2 separate regions of the Sus scrofa genome follow, and region 1 is linked to region 2. The links are chromatin contacts, called in public Hi-C maps. All regions are on one chromosome and are shown on one strand. The core of a region is the stretch at or near the end of the contact, and the rest is flanking DNA. Distances in the headings are between cores, read along the strand shown.

Region 1 (6,302 bases), core at 199-2,698, 420 kb before region 2:
GTCTTTGCGCCAAGGCTGGGGCTGCTTGGACGCTGGGCTGCAAAGTAGCTATGCCCACAGAAGCTGGACGAGGGCAGTGTCACTGCCAGGCCACCAGTGTCCTCCCCGCACCCCTCCCCATGCATGACGAGAAGCGTGCGTTTATGTGCACCCAGGCTCGAACTCAGAGACGGGGCCTGGGGAGCGGAATTCACTTACTGCCAGTTTCAGGGGACCCCTCGTGCCCATGTGACCTCCTGCCCTTCTAGATACCAGAGCCGTGTCCGCTGGTGGGGCCTCCCTTCCCTCTGGCTTCACACCCCCTTGCGCGGGGCCTCTTGGTCAAACAGCTAATGATGCCGAACCGAGCAGTGTCCTGGGGGAGCCCCTGTTTGAAGGGGCCCCGCCATGGATCTTGTGTGACGTGGGGTTTCGTGGGTCCCTCCCCCACCCCCACCCCTGTGTCGTGATCCAGGTCGGCAACCCTGGCTTCGCCCAGCCCCTGGGGCCCTGTGGCTCGCTCACCTGGCACAGAGAAGCCGGGACAGCCACGAGAGGGGCTTTTGATCTCAGAACGGCTGGCGCTTTTGCCAAGAGCCCCGACGTTCCTGCCTGGCTGCAGCCCAAGCCAGCCTCTCAGAGGGCATCTCCTTCGAGAGCCATTTGGGAAAAACACCTTTGACAAATGGCCTGTGCCGGGGCCTGGGGGGGCGGTGACGGGGGGCGGCGCACCCCGCCCCAGGTCTCCTCCTTGGCTACCGGCCTGGGTCCCAGGACGCAGGGCCATATGGCAGGTTCAGAATGCGTGCCAGCCCCCACATTCCTGTGTGGCGCCCCCGAGGCCCTTAGTGCCGGCAGGCACTGCCCACCTCTGCCAGCCGGAGCCCCTGGGAGCTCTCAGTGCCCTTGGAGTGGGAGGGGCACCTGCCTCCGCACCAGTGACCTGGGACCGCGTGCACGCGTGGGAAAACCAAAAGCAAAGCTGCGCCCTCCCCTCCCCCCTGCCCCAGGGCAGCGAGGCTCCGCGGGGCCTTCGTTTTCTCTCGTCCCGTTGAGCCAGGCTGACAGTCGTTCAGAAGGCCGTTGCGAACACTTCCTTGTAAGTTGGCTCGAAGGAAGTGTTTGCGTAGGAGCGCTTTCCCACAGCCGGGGGACAATGGGGTGCCTTTGCGTCCTCGTCCTTCCTGCGGCGGGAGGTGGGCCTGGAGGCCCGCCAGGCCCGCGCTGCCAAGTCACCTCCACTCATCATTAGCAGGATGCGTTTGATTAATATCTGACGTAGAAAGAGGCCTGCGCTTGGCTGGCGGTCACACCCCGCCGCCGAGGGGCTGGCGCTCGCAGGCCCGGCTCTGTGCGCAGGGTCCCCGGGGCCGCCGGCTGGTGGGTGGCGCGGGGGACCGCGCTGGGCTCAGCGTGGCGGTGCGAACCGGCCGCCCGGCTCGGCTCCCAGCCCTTTGAAGCCTTTCCAGGTGGCCCGGCTCCGTCCTCCCGGTGCGGTCCTTGTGTGTTTCCAGTCCATCCAGATCCACGAAGCAACACTGAATGGTCCAGTTCGCCCGAGGCCCGCTGGCCTGGCCACTAGGGAGGCCACTGTGGGAAGGTGCCTCTGGGGGATTCTCTGAGCCTGTCTGAGCACCCCCCCTCCCCGCCGCCTGTGTACACAGGCCTCTGTCTTCCCATTGTCTCATCCAGGGCCACTCGGAGGCCACAGCTCTCAGGCAGCCCTTGCCCACGAGTGGCCAGGAAGGGGACCACGGCATCTGGCTAGGGGGACCGGGCCGTGGAAAGGCAGGCAGGGACAATAGCCGGTGGCAGTGGGGTTTTTGAGGACCACAGCCTCTGGGCAGCAGAAGGGGGCCCAGAGCGTGGGTGGTGCAAACTATGGGTCCGGGCGGAGGGGAAGAAGGGCCGTGTGTGCTTGGGGCAGGAGGTGAGGCTGATGCCCAGGGCTTGGGCATCGTCGAGCAGATGGGGATGGGTGGTGCCCGAGGGAGTGGGTTTCCAGACAGGCAAGCCCTGCAGGGTCTCGGGACTGATCCTGAGATCAGTTTAAAGCAGGAAGGATCTTCCGGGACCTCTGCCTCGGACCCTCTGTGTTGGAGGAGCCTAGAATCCTATAGGCAGGGAGCAGCCCAGGCCACGCCCCTTGGGGGGGACCCCCCCACACACACACCGAGTGCTCATTTGGCGGGGGGGGGGTCCTCAGGAGCTTCAAGGAAGACCCTCCTGAACACTGTTCAGGCTGCCAGTGTTTGCTGAGCCGGGGTTTGCTGAGCACCACAGCGCCGTGCCAGCCCGGGGAAGTGCCAGCCCCCGGGAAGCCGTGGTGAACACAGCAGGTGCCACCCTCACGCCCTGCCCTCTCGGATGCTGCTCTGGGCACCTGAGCCTCCCGCTGGATCAGGTTCCTGCAGCCCCCACTCCTCAGAGCTGTGGGAGGCTCACACCTGGTCAGGCTCACCTGCCCTCTCAGGGCTTTTGTCCAGGACCCTTGTAGTGACCCCAGAAAGAGGTGTCCAAGCCCCTCTCCCGGAGCCTGTGAATGTGACCTGACTTGGGAAAAGGTCTTTGTGATCAAGGGGTTGCCACGTGCTGGTCCTGGATTATCCACATGAGCCCTAAACCCAGGAGAGCGTCCTTACAGGACGGAGGAGGAGGCAGAGGTGGGAGGGACTCGGCCACCGCCCAGGAGGCTGTGGATTGCTGACAGCCCCAGAGTCTCCGGGGAAGACCCTCCCCTGGAGCCTCGGCAGGGAGCGTGGCCCTGCCCACACTTTGAGCTCAGACTCTGGCGGCCAGACCGAATGAGTCAGGTTTTGCTGTTTCAGGCCTTGGGGTGCTGTCCTTTGTTAGGGCTGCCCTGGGACACCCTCCCTCCCTCTCTGGAACCTTTCAGGTCGCAGCCTGGCCCACCTCCTGAGAGAGGAGCTCCCTGCTGCCCAGCCGAGCCCCCGCCCCAGTCCCACCCCGAGACCAGGCACTTCCTGATCGCCAGTGGACCCCTGGGGGGTCGCATATTGATATCATGAATAGCTTGATTCTTACTAAATGAGTGATCCATCCCCCCACCCGTCCATTCACTTAGCCACCATTCCCTGAGCGCCCATGGGGTGCCAGGGCGGCGGACTTCGCAGAGCACAGGACAGACAGGAGTGCTGGCCCCCAGCCATGCTCTGGAGGGGTGGGGGTGGCATGGAGAGAAGCAGAGGAAGTGTCTTCTGTGTCAGATGGTGGGAATCCAGGCCCTAGGATGAGGGGACGTCTCAGCAGGGGCCTGAGAGCAGGGCTGGAGGGAGCTGGCTAGAGGTCTGGGGTAGAACCTTCTGCGTAGAGTGAGTAGCAGGTGCAAAGGCCCCAAGAGGGGCTTTCTTGGTGCCTCCAGGCTCACCCAGGAGGCTGGGGCAGAGGTGCTCAGGGAGGGAGGGAGGGAGGATGGCTGGCAGATGGCATTTGTGGGCGAGTGAGACGGGGAGCCCCTGCTTGGGCAGAGGAGGGATGGGGGCTCATGCACATTTTTAATGCCCGCCCTGAGCTGGGCAGTCTGGGGGTGAGCATCCACAGGGCCACTCCAGAATATTTCCAGGAAGTCAGAGCACCCCCTTTCACCAGGTACCACGAACGACTGAAACCAAAGCTGGGAGGGGGGTGCATCTCCTTGTTCGCGCAGAGGCAGGATCAGGCTGAGCACCAGCCAAGAGCTGAGAGGTAGTGACAGGACCTCTGTTTACAGGGCATCTCTTTACAGGGCTTGGACGTGTTTAAAGGAATCTCAGGCCTGGTCTCTCTGAAGAGCATCGCTCCCTTCAGAGCCTCAGATCCATCAGTCCATCGACACGTGTGTTGACTGCTGGCTGGCATTTCCTGTGTACCAGGCACAGCACGCACATTACCAAACTTAATCCTTACCACTTTCCCATGAGGTGCCCTTCCTACAGAGGATGAAACAGGGGCTCAGAGAGGACCATCCACCCATCCATCTATCAACCCACCTACCCACCCACCCGTCCATCCATCCACCCACTCACCTATCCATCCATCCATCCATCCATCCATCCATCCATCCATCCATCCATCCATCCACCTATCCATCCATCCATCCATCCATCCATCCATCCATTAACCCACCCACCCACCCACCCATCCATCCATCCACCCACTCACCTATCCATCCATCCATCGACCCACTCATACATCCATCCATTAACCCACTCACCTATCCATCCATCCATCCATCCATCCATCCATTAACCCATCCATCCCCTCATCCATCCATCCATCCACCCACTCACCTATCCATCCATCCATCGACCCACTCATACATCCATCCATTAACCCACTCACCTATCCATCCATCCATCCATCCATCCATCCATTAACCCATCCATCCCCTCATCCATCCATCCACCCATCCATCTGCTCATCCATCCATCCATCCATCCACCCACTCACCTATCCATCCATCCATCGACCCACTCATCCATCCCCTCATCCATCCATCCATCCATCCATCCATCCATCCATCCATCCATCCATCCATTAACCCACCCACCCATCCATTCATCCCCTCATCCATCCTTCCATCCACACAAACATTCCTCCTCTCTTTTCCTCCCCCTCCCCCCTGCAATCTATTGCAAACGGTCTTGTAGACACTGGGGATGCAGGACAGACCCGGCCCCGGTCTCACCATTGGATGGTAGCCACAGACATTGAACGAATTATTCCACAAATAATCCTGTCACTAGAATTGCGAAGCCCACCTGGAAGGAAGGAAGATACAGCTCCCACCGCGCATCTGACAGTGGCCGCGCCTCCTCTGGTGGGGGGGGGGCTTCTCTGAGGACGATCTGGGTGTGGGGTGAATTGGAGGGACCTGGTCAGGGGAGCGGAGCAGGGGGAACAGAGTGTGCAAAGCCTCTGCACAGGGAAGGTCTTGGGGAGGTGGGAAGAGGCGAGAGAAAACCAGCGTGTCGTGGAGAGGGGAGCAGGGCGACCAGCCCAGCCTCAGACCACCTCCTGCATCTCCTGATGCCGCCGACGCACTGGGGGGGCCGTCAGTCCCTCTGGGGGCGCCGTGCCCCAGGGTCTGTCTCACCATCTCGGCTTTCTCGGAAGGTTCCTTTGAAAGGGGACCTCAAGGTCAAGGTGGGCAGGAGGCTTTAGATGCCGAAGCAGTTGGGCCAAGTCAGCTGAAGGAACACGTGGGCCTAAATTTGGGCGAGTGTGTGCTGAGGCGGGTTCACACGCTCAAAGCTCCCCTGTCTGTTAATGGTACAATCTGTTCAGACCTTTGGAACATTCCTCAGCTTTTATTTAATGTAGGAAGAATCATTTCTGGAATTAGCATGTAAATGAGCACCGTCAGCAGCTCTTGCAGCAAAGCCCTTTCCTCAGATGTGGGCTTCGGCGCCAGAGACCCAACCGCTGTCCAAGCTCCCCCCACCCCCACCCCCACCCCGGGTTTTCTCAAGGGGCCACACGCTCGGTTTAAAGGACTCCAGGCTGTCTCCCCAGATGACGGCCCCGGGAAAGGCTGATGCACGACCCCAAGCGCTGGCCACGATGGGAGAGGGGTCTCAGCCAGTGTGGGGCGTGTGAACCGGGGGCTCCTTCTCCAGGTAGGGGATCTGCTCCCAGGGCTGGCTCCCAGAGGCCCGCTTCTCCAACAGGCTTCTTGAAAGGGGAAGCCGAGAAGGATCCCCTCCCAGCTATCATGTCTGGTCTGGTCGGGGGCAGATATTTTACACATTTTATGGCCGTATTAGTTCTCGGTCTCTTGGAAAAGGGGTGACCAGTTGATCATTAACTGTTTGCTACGTGTGGCATTCCAAATTCTGGCCCAAGACAGCTCGGTCCAGCATGCTGATTCCGCCTGCCCATTGGGCCATGGCCGGGCGGGCCTGCCTTCCTGCAGCGGGCGGGGTGAATTCCTCTGATGCCAGGGGCTGGCCCCTGGCCGTGCCCTCCCCAGCTCCGTCGGGCTGGGCTCTGGCATAAACGTGGAATTATCCTTTCGGGCAGTGTCGCTGCCCCATGAACCCTGTACACCCCCCGCCCCCACCGTCGTCGTCAAGGCTGTGGCCTGCCACCCCTTGGGCGGGCACTGACGGTCTGGTGCTGGGGGTCCCCACCTCTGCCCGTTGTGTCCTGGATTGCGACGCAGCAGCTGCCATCTTTTCAAAGGCTCAGCCTCCGAGCCTGGCCTGGGACCCTGCTCAGCCCTCCTCACACACCAGCTTTTTCGAAGTTCTCTTCCCACAGGACGTTCTGCCAAAGGGTGGCTTTGCATGGGATGGGCATCTCCCCAATTGGCTCCTTGGACA
Region 2 (6,353 bases), core at 969-3,468:
AAAGAAACTTAAATCAAAACGCCTCCCTCGTTCTCCTAGAAGCAGCCGCTCTCAAGGGCCGAGACTGTTGCCCTCCCCTCGCCGCCTCCCGGGGTCTCCGGGGAACCAGATCTGGGCTCCCCAGGGTGGGGGCTGGGCCGCTAGCGCTCCCCGCGGGGCCCCAAATTCCAGCGCTTCTCCCGCGAGTTCCTGGACGGCTCTTCACGCTCGTCCACCGGGCTTGCACTTTTGCGCCTGTCCCTGAGCGGGGAACTCAACTAAGTTCCTTGTCGAGATCTGCCCGGTCCGCCTAGTAACAGCGCCGCGCCCCCATTGGCTCATGCTAATTCCAGTTTCCTCTGTCTTTCTCCCGAGTTAGGGGGAAGCTCCCTCCTGGACCCGGAGCCCGTTTTGCCTGAGTGGGCGATCCTCTTTGTGACCCGCTGCCCCTCATCGTTGCCAGTCCGCCTCGGGCCAGGTCCAGGCGCACGCGGGGCTCGGGCCCCTCGCCCCCCGGGACAGAAGCAGCCGGGTGGTAGCTCGCAGCCCCATAAATCATCCCGGCAGCCGCCCGGTCGGGATTTTATGAATGAAAAAGCAGCCCGGCCGCCCTCGTGCGCGGGCTGAGGCTTCAAGGCTCTAGCGCCCCGGGGGCCAACTTGAGCCTGGGGGCCAGGGGGCGGCGGGGGCGGGGACAGGGCGGTGGGTGCTCCCTGGTCCCGCCACCCAGCGATCCCGAGGTGTGAGCCGGGGGTAATTAGCTGCCTGGACCTGGAATATTAGTAAACCCTAATTCTCGGCGGGGAGGGGGCGCGGGAAGAACCCTCCCTTGAAGGGGGGTTGGTATTGCGTGCGCCCTTGCGAAGGGGAGGGGGCTTTTTAATAAGTTTTCTTTGAGCCTTTAACCTTAGGGTGTATGGTGGTTTGATGACACCAAACTATACTGAGGGGAGTAAATGAACATTTTTCTTAATGGGGGTCAGGTAGTGTAAAAACTAAAAAAAATAAAAAGTGAAGTATGCGTAAAATGTTCTTTCAATTTAAAAATAAGCACCGAAGAAGAGCCTGAATCTTTAACTTTAAAAAACGTCATATATTCTTTGATATGTCTTAAAAGTTTGGAATAATATTGGGGACTCTTGTATAACCACGAAGATACATAGGTTTTGTTTAAAATCATCAGATCAATACAGCCATTTCTGTAACCTGTAATTGTTCTGCTCTTTGCCAGCCCCTGCCATCCCCGTCAGGCTCACGAATGCAGCCCCAGGGCAAATTCTAAAGGTGAAGAGAGGTCCACACCCCCAACAAAACCAATTAGGAAGCTTCCGGTGGTCTCGTCCCAGGCGGAGAGGGGACTAGTAGTTCCAGGGATTTAACTTCATTTTTAATTTTTAAAAATGAGGCAGGACAGAGACCAGTATTTTGCAGCCTTCCTTTCAGGGTGTTTTTCTAGCTGTTAAATTGCCAGGACAGGGCAAGGATGGGGGGATTGGGGAACCCCCGCAAGAAAGGACTGGCCAAGGTGGGAAGACAGCCTGCAGATCCCCCAGGCGCGGAGGACAGGATGAAGGAAACGCTGGCCACCATCTTGGGCTGCTGCTGGAATTTTCGGGCATTTATTTTATTTTATTTTTGAGCGAGCGCATGCTAGGCTGAAATATGCTTAACCATTAGGGTTCCTCCCTCGGGCATTGCAACGACCCCCCTGTGTGCCGGAATGAAGCCTCCACAAGGGTTGCCGGCTCTGCGTCCCTGAATGTTAAATGGTTCCTGAAATTTACACGTGTTGATGAAAATGAAAGAAGACACAGAAGCTAAGATTCCTAGGCTGCCTCTCCGCCCGTGGGTGCCCTCGTGGCGTTTTCGGAAATGCACCCATTCTCCTGGCTCGGGTAGAGGGTGTCACCGAACCCCAGAGTCCCCCTTCCATGCGGTCTTGCCCGGCTGCGTGTGGCCTGCCCGCCCTCCTAGTCGTCCCCCTCTGCAGAGCCACCTATACACAACCCCCCAAATCCTAAGGGGCCCACTCGGGGTGGACAGGACCCCCCTGCACCCCTCTTCCCCGCGGGGCGATTTGCGTTTCTATGAAAACCAAGTTTCGGGGGCAACTCCGCTTAGGGCAGGCGCGGCGCCTCCGGGATGGCTTTTGGGCTCTGCCCCTCGCCGCTCCCCGGCGCTCGGCGCCCGCGCCCCCTCCCCCTGAGCCCGCCCCCCCTCCCTCCCGCTCCCATTCTCTGCCCGGCTTTGATCTCTGCTTAACAACAGTAACGTCACACGGACTACAGGGGAGTTCTGTTGGAAGTTGCAAAGTCCTAGAGCCTCCAGAGGGCTGTCGGCGCAGTAGCAGCGAGCAGCAGCGTCCGCGCGCTCCGGCGAGGGGCAGAAGAGCTCGAGGGAGCACGGGGGCAGCAGGAGCTAAAGCCGAACGCGGACCCAGCCCGGGACCCACCGCCGCCCCAAGCCGCCTAGCAGAGCCCCAGCCATGGCACACCAGCTCCTGTGCTGCGAGATGGAGACCATCCGCCGGGCGTACCCCGATGCCAACCTCCTCAACGATCGGGTGCTGCGGGCCATGCTCAAGGCGGAGGAGACCTGCTCGCCCTCCGTGTCCTACTTCAAGTGCGTGCAGAAGGAAATCCTGCCTTCCATGCGGAAGATCGTGGCCACCTGGATGCTGGAGGTGCGGGGCTTCGGGCGGCTCTCTTAGCACTTTTCTGCGACTTGTTGCGCAAACCCACATTTCTTTGCCACTCATCTCCCTCCCTTCTCTCTCACCCCAACTTTGAAGTTTGCTGGAGTGTTGCTAGGAATCGTAATTCCAAAATATATAGATATTGTGGGTATTTTTTGAACGAGGAAGAAGTGGGGGTGGGGTCATTAGAAATTCCCTTCGTGGGGGGGGGGGTCGAAGACGTGTACCTTCGGGCAAAGCCACTGTCAAGGGCACCCCAGTTGGCTTCAGGGTGTGGGCCCGCAGGCTGGGCGCCCTTTGTAGCCCCCGCCTGGACCGCCACCGCGCAGCCCCCGCCTGCGCCCGAGCCCCGCTGCGCCTCCTCTCCCCGCCGCGCGGCCGCTGAATCTCCAGCTCCAGGGGGAGGGGGCATAGATTTGATTTTTAAATTAATATCCATGGACACGTATGCAAGGGCCACTCGTGCCAGTATTATGCGCCATCTTTGTTCTTTTATTGCAAAGCAAAAGTGTTTATTAATAATTGGGGGCAGGGTGGGGGCGGGGAGCGACCGGCGAGGCGCTTGGGGCCGCCGCGAGGGGCCGCGCGGCCACCGGGAACCGGCGGGAGGGGCGCGGGGACAGAACTCGGGCAGTTGTGCGGGGACCCCACTCGGGAAAGAGGGCCCCTTTGTTAAAGCAGCGAGTCCCGGGGCGCCCCGCAAGGCCAGCTTGGGCCGGAGAGCACGCCGGGCTGCAAGGTCGTGTGGCCCCCAAGACGCTGGGGGCTGACTCTCATCTGCAGGGGTCTCAACTTGGGGGACCTGTGTGGAGGGAGCCGGGGGCCCGGGGCACGTTTTCAGGCCTTCAGTGGGCTCCTACGGGCACCGCAAGTATTTTAAAATAATTTCTGAAAGTGCGGCGTGGTGCCCTTGCGAGAGGGAAACGGCGCCCGCGCCCAGGGGGAGGGGGGCTCCGAGTTCGAATTCCTGGGGCTCTCCCCTGAGCCTGCAGCGAGCTCTCGACCCCCGGCCCGGGTAAAGGACCGCCCGAGGGTCATTTTCAGGGGTTTTTTATGTACCCAGTTATTTTTTTTATATTTTTAAATATTTTTTGAAAAGATGACGTCTGGGGAAATGCGGCTCGGCGGCCTGGGACGCCACCTTTGTGTCTCGCAGGCGCTGCGAGCGCGGCGCCCAGCCCCACGGCCCGCCCCACGGCCCTGCACCCCATTTGGTGCCCACCCCAAGCTTGGAGGGTCCCGAGGCACCCACGCGGGCCGGGGTCTCGGGGACCCGCAGCCCGCGAGCGGCACACGCCGCCCAGCAGTGCCCGCTCCCGCTCCACTGTGCCAGCCTCCCGGGGACTTTCCCTTTCAGTTTCGTGGTGGGTGGGCATTAGGGACTCTCGGGGGAGGGGGCGCGTCGGCAGAAGCTCCTGCCGCCCCCTGCCCCGACCCTCCGCACGCTCGGGTACCCGAAGCCAACCCTGGCGGGAGCGGGGCGGGGGACGCCAAGTCTCCGCAGAGGGGGCCGGGCGCTCCCGGCGGCGGCGGCGGTCACGGCCCCCGGTGCCCCTGCAGGTCTGCGAGGAGCAGAAGTGCGAGGAGGAGGTCTTCCCGCTGGCCATGAACTACCTGGACCGCTTCCTGTCCCTGGAGCCCGTGAAAAAGAGCCGCCTGCAGCTGCTGGGAGCCACCTGCATGTTCGTGGCCTCGAAGATGAAGGAGACCATCCCCCTGACGGCCGAGAAGTTGTGCATCTACACCGACAACTCCATCCGGCCGGACGAGCTGCTGGTAACCCTGGGACCCCCACCGCCCCGGGACCCTCCGTTAGCCGCGGGACCCCGGGGGTGGGGGAGGTGCGGGGAGCAGGCAGTCCCGGCGGGCCGCTGACACACTCTCGGCCCCCGGAGAGGACGGCCACGCTGGTGGGGCCCCTCTCGCGGAGCGGGCGGGAGCGGGTGAGACCCTCGCCGCCCCGCATCCTGGCTGCCCCGCCTCACCCTTTCTGTCCGACTCCCCCCGCGTCTGCTTCCCTAAGGCCGCGAAAAGTGGGCGACGCGCGCCCTCTAGCGGCAGCCTCGCGGAGCCTGCGCCAACGTCCCGGGCTCGCGTTCCAGGTGTGGGCGGTCTTCTGGTCCCCACTCGAGGAAGGGTCGGCTTAATTAAACGCAGGAGCCTTTGCCGGCGACACCCTTCCTGTATAGATGTGGGGTCGCGCTTTGTCCCTCCAGGTCCCGGACCCTCCAACGCCCCCCAGTCCTTTCTCCCCGCCCCCTGTCCCACTGGGATCCATGCCTGCGCCTCTCTTTATGCCCGGTCCCCCCATTTCCCCAGCAAATGGAGCTGCTCCTGGTGAACAAACTCAAGTGGAACCTGGCGGCCATGACCCCGCACGACTTCATCGAGCACTTCCTCTCCAAAATGCCGGTGGCCGAGGAGAACAAACAGATCATCCGCAAACACGCGCAGACCTTCGTCGCCCTCTGTGCCACAGGTAGGGTGCCCGCCCCGCCTCTGAGTGCGCGCGCGCACTGTCCGGTGTCCCGCACTCTGCTGCTGTCTCCCGCGTCCTAGGAGATGGTCCCCAGGCCCCTCCCAGTCTCAGCAACCCTCCTCTTTTTCCCTGTCTTGGGGAGCAGAGGGCCGGGCTGTTGGTGGTGGCTCCAGGGAGGGGGGGGGCATCGCCTCCTGGGCGGGCAGCTCAGGCTGGCCACGGCCACGGGGCAGTGCCCGGGGGAGGGGGCGGCGGCTTCTGCTCCCCGCCAAGGCAGGGGTCGCTCCACGCTGAAAGGGCATTACCTTGGCCTCCCGGGCCTGCCTCTTGCGGGTCCTCCCCCCCCCCAGCCTTCCCGTGTCCTCAAGAAGCCTGAGCTGCGGGGCGGGGTGGGGGGGGTGCTCCTGGCCTCTGCCGGGCTGGGCCACCTGCCAGGGCCGCCGGCGGGAGTGCCTGCACCACGTGCTCTGGGCGGCCAGCAGCGGCCCTCGTGCGGGGGCGGCCAGCAGAGGCGCTTGGCCGCCTGAGGCCCCGCCAGGGGCGCCGCAGGCCGGCTCAGCTCACTGCCCTGGGAGTGGCTTCAGATCGCCGGGCTCGGGCAGCAGCGGTTGGCAGCGGGAGGCCCTCCCTCCCCCGGCACTGCTCTGGCCCTTCCCTGGGGGCTCCTCCCTGGCACTGCCCTCTCCCCAGCCCCTGAGGCCAGTCTCTCAGAACCCAACTCAGAGCCACATGGCGTGGCCCCCTCTTCTCCCAGCCCTGCCCCTGACCCCCTGCGACCTCTCCCTCCGCTCTGACCTTATAAGCTGGGGCCAGGATGCCTGGAGAACCTTGACCGGGGGTCCCAGGCCCCCATCCCGCTCAGCTCTGCTGTGGACCACCTCTATCCTGGTCGGGCCTCAGCGGTCAAATCTGTGTGGGGCTCTCTGGGGGCCACCTCAGGGCCACTCGGCACCAAAGTGGGTCGTTGGCATCTTTCACCCCATCCTCAAAAGAGGGGTAGAGCCCCCACCCCCGCTTGCCTTCACCCTCCTGAGGTCTGGGTGCCCTGGTGCTGGGATTTCTGGGTTAGGAGAGTCGGGAAGGTTCTGCTCCCTGCCCTGCCCCCTGCCCCTCCTCTGCCTGCTCAGAAACGGAACCCCTTTTCCGAGTCCTTACAAGGAAGCCTTCTTGGCGGGGGGCAAACGAGAGGCCCAAACCCTC

Evidence for each region. A called contact is a pair of places that touch in the nucleus more often than the background predicts.
Region 1: a Hi-C map of omental adipose tissue shows a contact between it and region 2, with 3 times the contacts expected there. The contact joins the enhancer-like site here to the promoter of CCND1 in region 2. A contact is called at or near these places in 2 of 5 promoter capture datasets (fetal skeletal muscle and liver), 29 of 47 Hi-C or Micro-C datasets (alveolar macrophages, blood, brain and 14 more) and 2 of 2 datasets of contacts at active chromatin or transcription factors (alveolar macrophages and skeletal muscle).

The regions. Positions count from the first base shown.
Region 1 is chr2:4,052,082-4,058,383 of Sscrofa11.1, reverse strand. No RefSeq gene overlaps it. Among named protein-coding and RNA genes, the nearest start is that of TPCN2, 50 kb to the left of the region's middle. Within about 2 kb of position 1,448, at least 10 of the 83 cell types and tissues checked have an H3K27ac peak or open chromatin away from gene starts, as enhancers often do. A contact at or near this core is called in omental adipose tissue and retroperitoneal adipose tissue, where this site is marked.
Region 2 is chr2:3,629,245-3,635,597 of Sscrofa11.1, reverse strand. It overlaps CCND1 (G1/S-specific cyclin-D1), which reads left to right and starts at 2,218. Exons shown (of 5, transcript XM_021082686.1): 1 at 2,218-2,662; 2 at 4,235-4,450; 3 at 4,994-5,153. The coding sequence starts at 2,465.